Regions from separate parts of the Mus musculus genome. Here region 1 is linked to region 2. Evidence: chromatin contacts called from public ChIA-PET data. All regions are on one chromosome and are shown on one strand. The core of a region is the stretch at or near the end of the contact, and the rest is flanking DNA. Distances in the headings are between cores, read along the strand shown.

Region 1 (3,932 bases), core at 42-2,541, 220 kb before region 2:
TTACCCTGCCGCCCCACGTTTGCTTTGGTGAGAGGGACAATACACAAGTGAAAAACACTGAAAATCTGGCTTCACTCGGGTAAACAGAGGCAACATTAGTGCAAAATGATAGTTCCCATAAAATAGAAGACGGTGTGCCACACTTAAACATGTTGGCCTTTGATTGCTAGACTGTTTAAACTTGGAACACTAACTGAAAATATAGTGCTTTTATTTGAAAATGTCAATAGTTTGTATTTTGAAGGCTGATTTCAGAAACCCCAGTGCAATGGACAAATCATAGTGATCCTGTGAATGATTATAAAAAGATGGAAAACAAGAAAACGCTCTCAACCAAAAACAAAACAAAACAAAACAAAAACAAAAACAACAACAACCAGCCGGGCGTGGTGGCACATGCCTTTAATCCCAGCACTCGGGAGGCAGAGGCAGGCGGATTTCTGAGTTCAAGGCCAGCCTGGTCTACAGAGTGAGTTCCAGGACAGCCAGGGCTACACAGAGAAACCCTGTCTCGAAAAACCAAAAAAGAAAAAAAGAAAAGAAAAAAGAAAAGAAAACGCTCTCTCTGCTTCGGTTAGAAATAGCCCACTGATAGGGCTAGAGAGATGGCTTAGCAGTCAAGGACGACTTCTGCTCTTGCTGAAGACCTGGGTTCATTCTCAGTGCCAACATCAGGTGGCTCACAGCCAACTGTAAATCTAGATCCAGGGGATCCTGCACCCTCCGATCTCCATGGACACCTGCTGTACATGGTACACATAAACTCACACCAGGGTACACATAAAAAAAATCCTTCACTATTTGATCCCATGAAACTTACCCTGTAGAAATGGGTGCAGCTGTTAAACAATAGACTTCACCATTGTTAAACTATAACTATAGAATCTAAATATTAGTAACACAGGTACGTTAAATTATAGCTATAATCTTGGCAGTCAGGAACCCAGGAGACTGAGACAAAGGGATCCTTGCACGTTCTAGGAACACCCCCTGCCTCAGTTCATTCCATGGCTGGGCAGAAGCAGCCCAGGGTTATCCTATGCTAACATTCAATGCTAGAAAAATTGTTCTAATAATGAAGGAAGGATGTGTCATTAAGAATTGTAAGATTAAACCTAACATGTTCATGAGCTAGCTACACAGTGAGAGAGTGATGAGAACCACTTTGGTTGTCTCTGTCCACAGGACATCCACTAACATTTCTTCTGGAGCTAGCCTACAGGTGGTAGTTGTGTTTACAAGGGAGGGGAGTCCAGGTGTCTTGGCCCTGTGTCTGCCCTACGCTGTGACAGCTGAGTGGAGGATGTGGTTTTGTCGGGCCCACTGTAGAGGCGTATTATTGTGTGCAAGGTGTAATTGGGTATTGCTTCCTGCCTTCAAAGCCCAATCTTTACAGTTTCTCACCAGGCAACAGATCGGGGAATTGAGCAAGGACAGTAAAGAATGAACACAGCAGACTGTGTGTGACAGTAGACCAGAGCATATGGCAACACATATGCTTGGAACACACCAGAAAACGCAACATGCCCTGAGTCATAATCTCCTTGCTTCTGTCCGGTTGTACCTGATGGATGTTAACCTGCTTGGCGGTTCTCTTTATCAAAGGATGCGGTTTCCATGGGACCGTGGGAAGAGCAATCTCTCTGCTCTCACACTGGCTGAAAGGGAGCAGTGTTAGGATGAGAGAGGAGTCAGTCAGTACCTAGAAGGGTCCCTGTACCCGTTGTTCCCGTCCCCTGCTCAGTCTTGCAGATTGTATATGTGTGTAGCTGGGAGGGTGGGGGTGGCTGGGGGGTGGGGTGAACTGACCTGCAGACATACCCTATCTTTTGCCTTTCTTTAGATCCTGCCGGGAAGGCTGTTTGGGGGGCCAGGGAATGGAGCCCAGCACGCAGTATGCTGTTATGCTAAGTCTTCGAGCCTTGCCTAGACTGGGGTAGAGTTGGAGTCAGGGCAATGGAAAGGTCTAGTTGCCAACTGCGCCCTCCTCCAAAGCGCTCCTGCTGACTCTCCCTGCTCAGTCACCCCTTTGTTGACTTCCTATATTTTCACTCAGATGTGGTTTAGTGTTTTCTTTCCAAGGCATATTTTGCATGGAAGAATGCTTTCAGTGAGCTGAGGCCCTAATTGCCAAATAATGGTTGCCAAAACATGTTATTTTGGCTCGAGATGGTACAGAGCAGGAGGCGGTTTCCCCTCCTGAAAAAGAAAGAAAGAAAGAAAGAAAGAAAGAAAGAAAGAAAGAAAGAAAGAAAGAAAGAAAGAAATCCTTCCTCAGCAGCCCAAAAGGCCATTTGCAAACTCGCGACATCCAGGCCTCTGCCATGCCACGGAGCTTCCTTGAGTGAGGGTGACCACCGTCTCCAGCCATTCCCAGCCTCCCCGAGTCTCTTCCGGTGTCTGAGGAGGGGCTGTCTCCCAGCCTGGCCTTTGGCTGTGGGCACTGGGCTGAAGGAAGCCGCCAGGACTTGTCTCCTCCCCAGCCCCGCCAAAGGCTGCCTGCTCCGCCACCCGGCGAGTGTTCCCACCCGGCGTGCTCTCCGAGCAAGCGAGCAAGCGAGCAAGCGAGCGAGCGAGCGGCTGCCAGCTAACTGCAAACACCAGCCGCCCAGCAAGCACGGGGATTCCAAATAGAGACAAATCTGGGGCCCCAGGGGGAAGCTGGATGGAACTGATCAGTATGAGAGATATATCACTGCTAATTAAGTCCGGATCCCCTGGCTCCACTTGAAACAAACCAGGGAGGGATCAGGTTTTGAGAGCAGGTGCTGACTGGCTGCAAAACAGGAGTCCATCACTTGAGGAAAAGGTTTCTGCGTGCAGCCATGGGGGATGAAGTGGGGAGGGGTGGTGGTGGCGCACAACGGGACAGCGACCAGGAGCCCAAGGCTGTTCTGAGAAATGTCATTACGGGACAGAGAGCCACGAGAAGGGACTTTGTCTTAGGACATAAAGGAACTTGTGGAAAAACAACCCTTTAAAACCAAAATAACAACAACAAAACAATAAAACCTACTGCTGTAAGCAAGAACTCCGTGCCTGCCTCATTTTTTGTTTTCTGTTTTTTGTTTTTTTCCCTTTTGATAGCTGACTTACTTTCTTCTCTCGGATGGACAATGGAGTTAATTTAGAGGCGAGTAAACACTTTCCTGGCGACGCCAGAAGCAATTTCATTAGGGTCTGGACAATATGGGATTTGTTGCGACTCAGATGCTGGTCCAGTGTGGGCCCCAAAGCCACCCACCCACCCGGCTGCCTTCCCAGACTGCTGGAGAAAAACCTATTCTGAGTACCAGGAAGTAAATAAGCTTAACAGCATACACTTCAGGGAAGGAAGTGTGACAGTTGTCTTCATGAAGAGGAAATATGTTTATAAGGATCTAGACAGCATACACTGTGTTTTTGTTTGTTTGTTTTGTTTTGTTTTTTTTGTTTTTTTAATCTGGAACGTTTCCTTCACACTTGAAATTATTGTTCTCTTTTACAGTCAACCTGGATTGTCAGTGTTCTCATCTGAGGACTCTGCCAATCAATCCACAATGATTCTATGAAGTAAGTGTGGCTTGAAAAGGTTACGGTGACCAGAGATTTGAATGTCTACAGAGCCCATCTCTTACTGCCACAATGTTCCTTTTCCTCTGAGCTCCAGACTGCCATAAAAATAAAGCTGCTTTTTAGATATCAAATACATTGAATGAATGAATGAATGAATCTTGTGATGTTAAAGATTAGTCTTGCTGTGACCTGAGAAATTCTTCTAATATATGCAAAGTCTAGTATTCTGCAGATCTCCTGTTTGGGGGACAATATTTGTATTGAGTTTAAAGACATCATTCTGAGGGTCTTCCTTTGATCTGTATGAGGAATGCTCTTAACGCTGGTAGCATTGGGCCACATTGGGCATATTTAGCTGAAGTTGCTAGCTGTGGCTC
Region 2 (3,759 bases), core at 873-3,372:
AGTGCTCGGGAAGTGCAGTGAATGATCTTAACTCTCCAGCCCTGTCCTCAAAGATCCTGTAGATACAATCATTGAAATGTTTCCATGAGTGATAAGTATATAACTCCATACAGATTCACAAACTTAACCCAGAAGTCAAGACATTATGATCATCACTCCAGATAGGTCCTCTGCCTTCTCTTCCTCCCTCTTTCTCCAAAGATAACACAGTGCTGACCTCTGACCGTTCAAGGTCGCTCTTCTCATGTTCTTTTACATATATGCTGTCTCTTACCTAATTTTTATACCATTCATCCATAGTCTTTTTTAAAATTTTCAAAAATAATTTTTGTTTTGTTTTGTTTTTTGAGACAGTTTTCTGTGTGTAGCCCTGACTGTACTGGGACATGCTCTGAAGACCAGGCTGGTTTCAAACTCACAGAGATCTGACAAAAGATGTGTGCCACCACTGCCCAATTATTTTTTATTCTTATTGCTACATAGAATTTCACTGAGCAGATGTATATAGATCAAGCTAGCCTCGAACTCACAGCAATCTCTGTGTAAGATAAAATCGTGGGCTATCCGTTTTTGCCCACACTATTTTTTTAAATTAATAACCGGGTTGATGTGGATTTAACTAAGGGAAGGGGAGAGGGAACATTCCTAACTGCATCTCTTATTTGAAATGAGCTGCAGATACAGCTTTTAATGTGATTTCTAAGTGTGGCTATGTTTATCTGCATCAAGATGGAGAGATTGGAAGGTTTTCAGTGTCGACTCTTTTTCCTTTTACACCATTATTCGTCAGAATCTGTAGCGCTCCATGGAGTGGAACACTTTATTAACCATGTGGTTGTTAGCGGGTAGCTGATTATATCAGGGCATTACATGTTATGCAATGAAAACATGAATGGACTGGGTGAAAACATTTAGGTCATTAATTTGATGACTTTTTTTTTCTTTTTTTTTTGCTTTTTTTTTTTTTTTTTTTTTTTTTTTTTTGCTTTTTCGAGACAGGGTTTCTCTGTGTAGCCCTGGATGTCCTGGAACTCACTCTGTAGACCAGGCTGGCTGGCCTTGAACTCAGAAATCTGCCTGCCTCTGCCTCCCAAGTGCTGGGATTAAAGGCGTGCGCCACCACTGCCCGGCTTAATTTGATGATCTTGCCTTGGCATGTCTTCATTTAAAAATGAATAAGGAAATGTATTCATTCATTTATTCAAAACTAGGTTTGTCTCTCTACACCAGCCTTTATCCAACGCCTAAAACAGAGACTGGAGAGATTCCACAGTGGGAAGAACAGAGACCGCAGGCGCATGCATACGGACAGCTATTTGAGAGAGACCCGAGGAAAGGATATAGTCAGAGCGGTTTACCTAGTTTCTTGACAAAGATGGCAGTGATAATGGGCTCTTCTTTCAAGTCCAAGGAAGGTGTTCATTACTTTTGACAACATGATGAAAAACAAGGACCCATAGTGTAAACGTTCACATAGACATTTGGAGGTCGCTGACTCCCTCTGGTCCTCCTCTTCATCTTGCAGACAAAACTTTACCATCCAGGCAAAGTCTCAAATAGTCGTTTGCACACAATCATAAATTAACCACCCTTTATAGCGTTCTTGCTCTCTGTAAGACTTGCAGGTTAAGTGCTTTAACTTTGGGAGATCTTTTGATCAGAGCGCCACAGGGGTATTTAATATCTTCCTTTTAGAGACTTGCGGACTTGCCCAAAGTGAGATAGCTAGTAATTAGCAAATGCTTGGTTAAAAGTCTGTAAAGTGTGTGCTCTGGCTGAAAAACAGAAGAGGCCGGGAAGCAGAAGGGCCCGGGCTACCTTATGTACAGGACGCCATAAAGATTTTAAACCAGGTCTAATTACCCTAGGATAAAGGCATCGTGGCCCTTGTTTTCTCTTATGGAAGTGGGGACGCCTCCTCTGTCACTCGCTTTTGCTCCCACCAGGGACCCTACACCTAACTTCTCACGTGACGTTCCTACCGGGGCTAGAAAACGCACCCGCCTACGGAAGCCGCACTACACATCCGCCGCTCAACGCGGCGCCATCCACACAGGTTCCCCGCGTCCGCTTCCGTACAACATGGCGGCGCGCTCGCTGACGCGCCGCCTTCCCTGACGTACTTCCTGTCCGGCGCCGTCACACTTGACCCCTGAACTCACCCGCCCCTTCCTTTTCCTCTTCCGGGGACGGTGCTCAGAGGTATGGTGGCCTTCTTCTGCTCTGTGTTTTTTTACCGTTTACGATCCGTAGCCATCCGAGGCGTCAGGCGGGCGGGACGCCCTTGGGGTCGGGACTGTCGCTGGGGTCGGTGGTGAGGGACGAGGAGAGGTGCGTACCGGCCGAGGCCTCGGCTCGTAGACTCGGGAAGCCCGAGATCAAACCCGGCTTCCGAAGCGGTGAGTGGCCGGAGCTGCGCGCACCCTGGCCGTCGGCTACGGCGAGCGAGAGACCGAGTCGTGGTCGTGAAGCGCAGAGCGAGCGGAGCGCGGCCTCCGGCTGCTCCCCTGGTGCTGTCTGCCATGGTGGCTAGTCAGCGAGCGGGACGCGGCGGCGGCGGCTGGCTTGGTTAGGAAGATACGAATCAAGCAGTGGCGGCTCAGGGTCCTTAGCACTGGTCCGGGTCGCGCTTGGCGTTTGGGCTCCTTTTACGTAAAGTGGGTGTTGGGAAGGTGTGGAAGACAGGTCACCTGTAGCGCTTATTAATCAACTCCAGCCATTCGTCCCAGGGCTTGAGATTTAAACGAAGTCGCCTGTGTGTGAAGCTCTCGGGTAGAATGTTTGTCTGGCACGTTGACGGTCTGGAGTCCAAAATGCAGCATCGCTGCTGCGGGCTGGAGAGTCCTTTAGTAGCTGGTCTGCTAAGGAACGAACGAAGTTGGATTTGAAACAGCACGAAACCCGGCCCTAGTAGTAAACAAGACTTCTCCAGGACGCTGTTTTGGGACAAGACCTAGATTGTCATGACGCCTTACCAGCTGCCGCCACTGGGGTAGTTCGGTGTCTTCATCCTACTGGTAGCTGTATAAATTAGGGGGGAATACTGTCTTAGAGCCCAGGAGCTCTTCATCTCTAGTTTAAATGTGGGATTCTTTAGAACCGGGCCTTTGTAAGAGCACGGTGTGAATGAGTGTGTATATGAATGTAAGATATTTTATGTGGTGACGCTTTGGCCTTTATTATGGTGAAAGGTGATTGTGTTCTCTCTAAATTGTAGGCACTCAGGATGGTCCAGCGTTTGACATACCGCCGTAGGCTTTCCTACAACACAGCCTCTAACAAAACTAGGCTGTAAGTATCTGCAAGTTTGAAATAACTTTCAAATCGCTTTCTCTAGTATGCTGAGCTACTTACAATCTCCCTTCCTAGGTCTCGAACCCCTGGCAACAGGATTGTTTACCTCTACACCAAGAAGGTTGGGAAAGCACCTAAATCTGCATGTGGCGTGTGCCCAGGCAGACTTCGAGGGGTGAGTGTCCTTTTGATAGAGTTTTAATCCCTCAGTAGGCGGACTTGATATCTCTAGTCCGAAGTAGCCAATGTGAGAAATGACCAAAATGGCTTCCCAGTAAAAGCAGACTTCCCTTTGTAACCCAGTTCCCAGTTACTAGGAAATAAATGTCTTTCTCCTTGAGCATCTTAAGGTAATCACGGTCTTTGTTCTACAGGTTCGTGCTGTGCGGCCCAAAGTCCTTATGAGACTGTCTAAGACACAGAAGCACGTCAGCAGGGCCTATGGCGGCTCCATGTGTGCCAAGT

Evidence for each region. ChIA-PET counts read pairs in DNA pulled down with a chosen protein or histone mark.
Region 1: an RNA polymerase II ChIA-PET map of memory CD8 T cells shows a contact between it and region 2, with 114 read pairs. The contact joins the enhancer-like site here to the promoter of Rpl34 in region 2. A contact is called at or near these places in 1 of 39 promoter capture datasets (the C10 cell line) and 5 of 115 datasets of contacts at active chromatin or transcription factors (the SCID.adh cell line, effector CD8 T cells, embryonic stem cells and 2 more).

The regions. Positions count from the first base shown.
Region 1 is chr3:130,944,855-130,948,786 of GRCm38.p6, reverse strand. No RefSeq gene overlaps it. Among named protein-coding and RNA genes, the nearest start is that of Gm36520, 95 kb to the right of the region's middle. Within about 2 kb of position 1,291, at least 170 of the 459 cell types and tissues checked have an H3K27ac peak or open chromatin away from gene starts, as enhancers often do. A contact at or near this core is called in the SCID.adh cell line, effector CD8 T cells, forebrain and 1 more, where this site is marked.
Region 2 is chr3:130,728,761-130,732,519 of GRCm38.p6, reverse strand. Rpl34 (ribosomal protein L34) reads left to right here and starts at 2,122. Exons shown (of 5, transcript NM_001005859.3): 1 at 2,122-2,202; 2 at 3,218-3,291; 3 at 3,370-3,469; 4 at 3,669-3,759. The coding sequence starts at 3,227.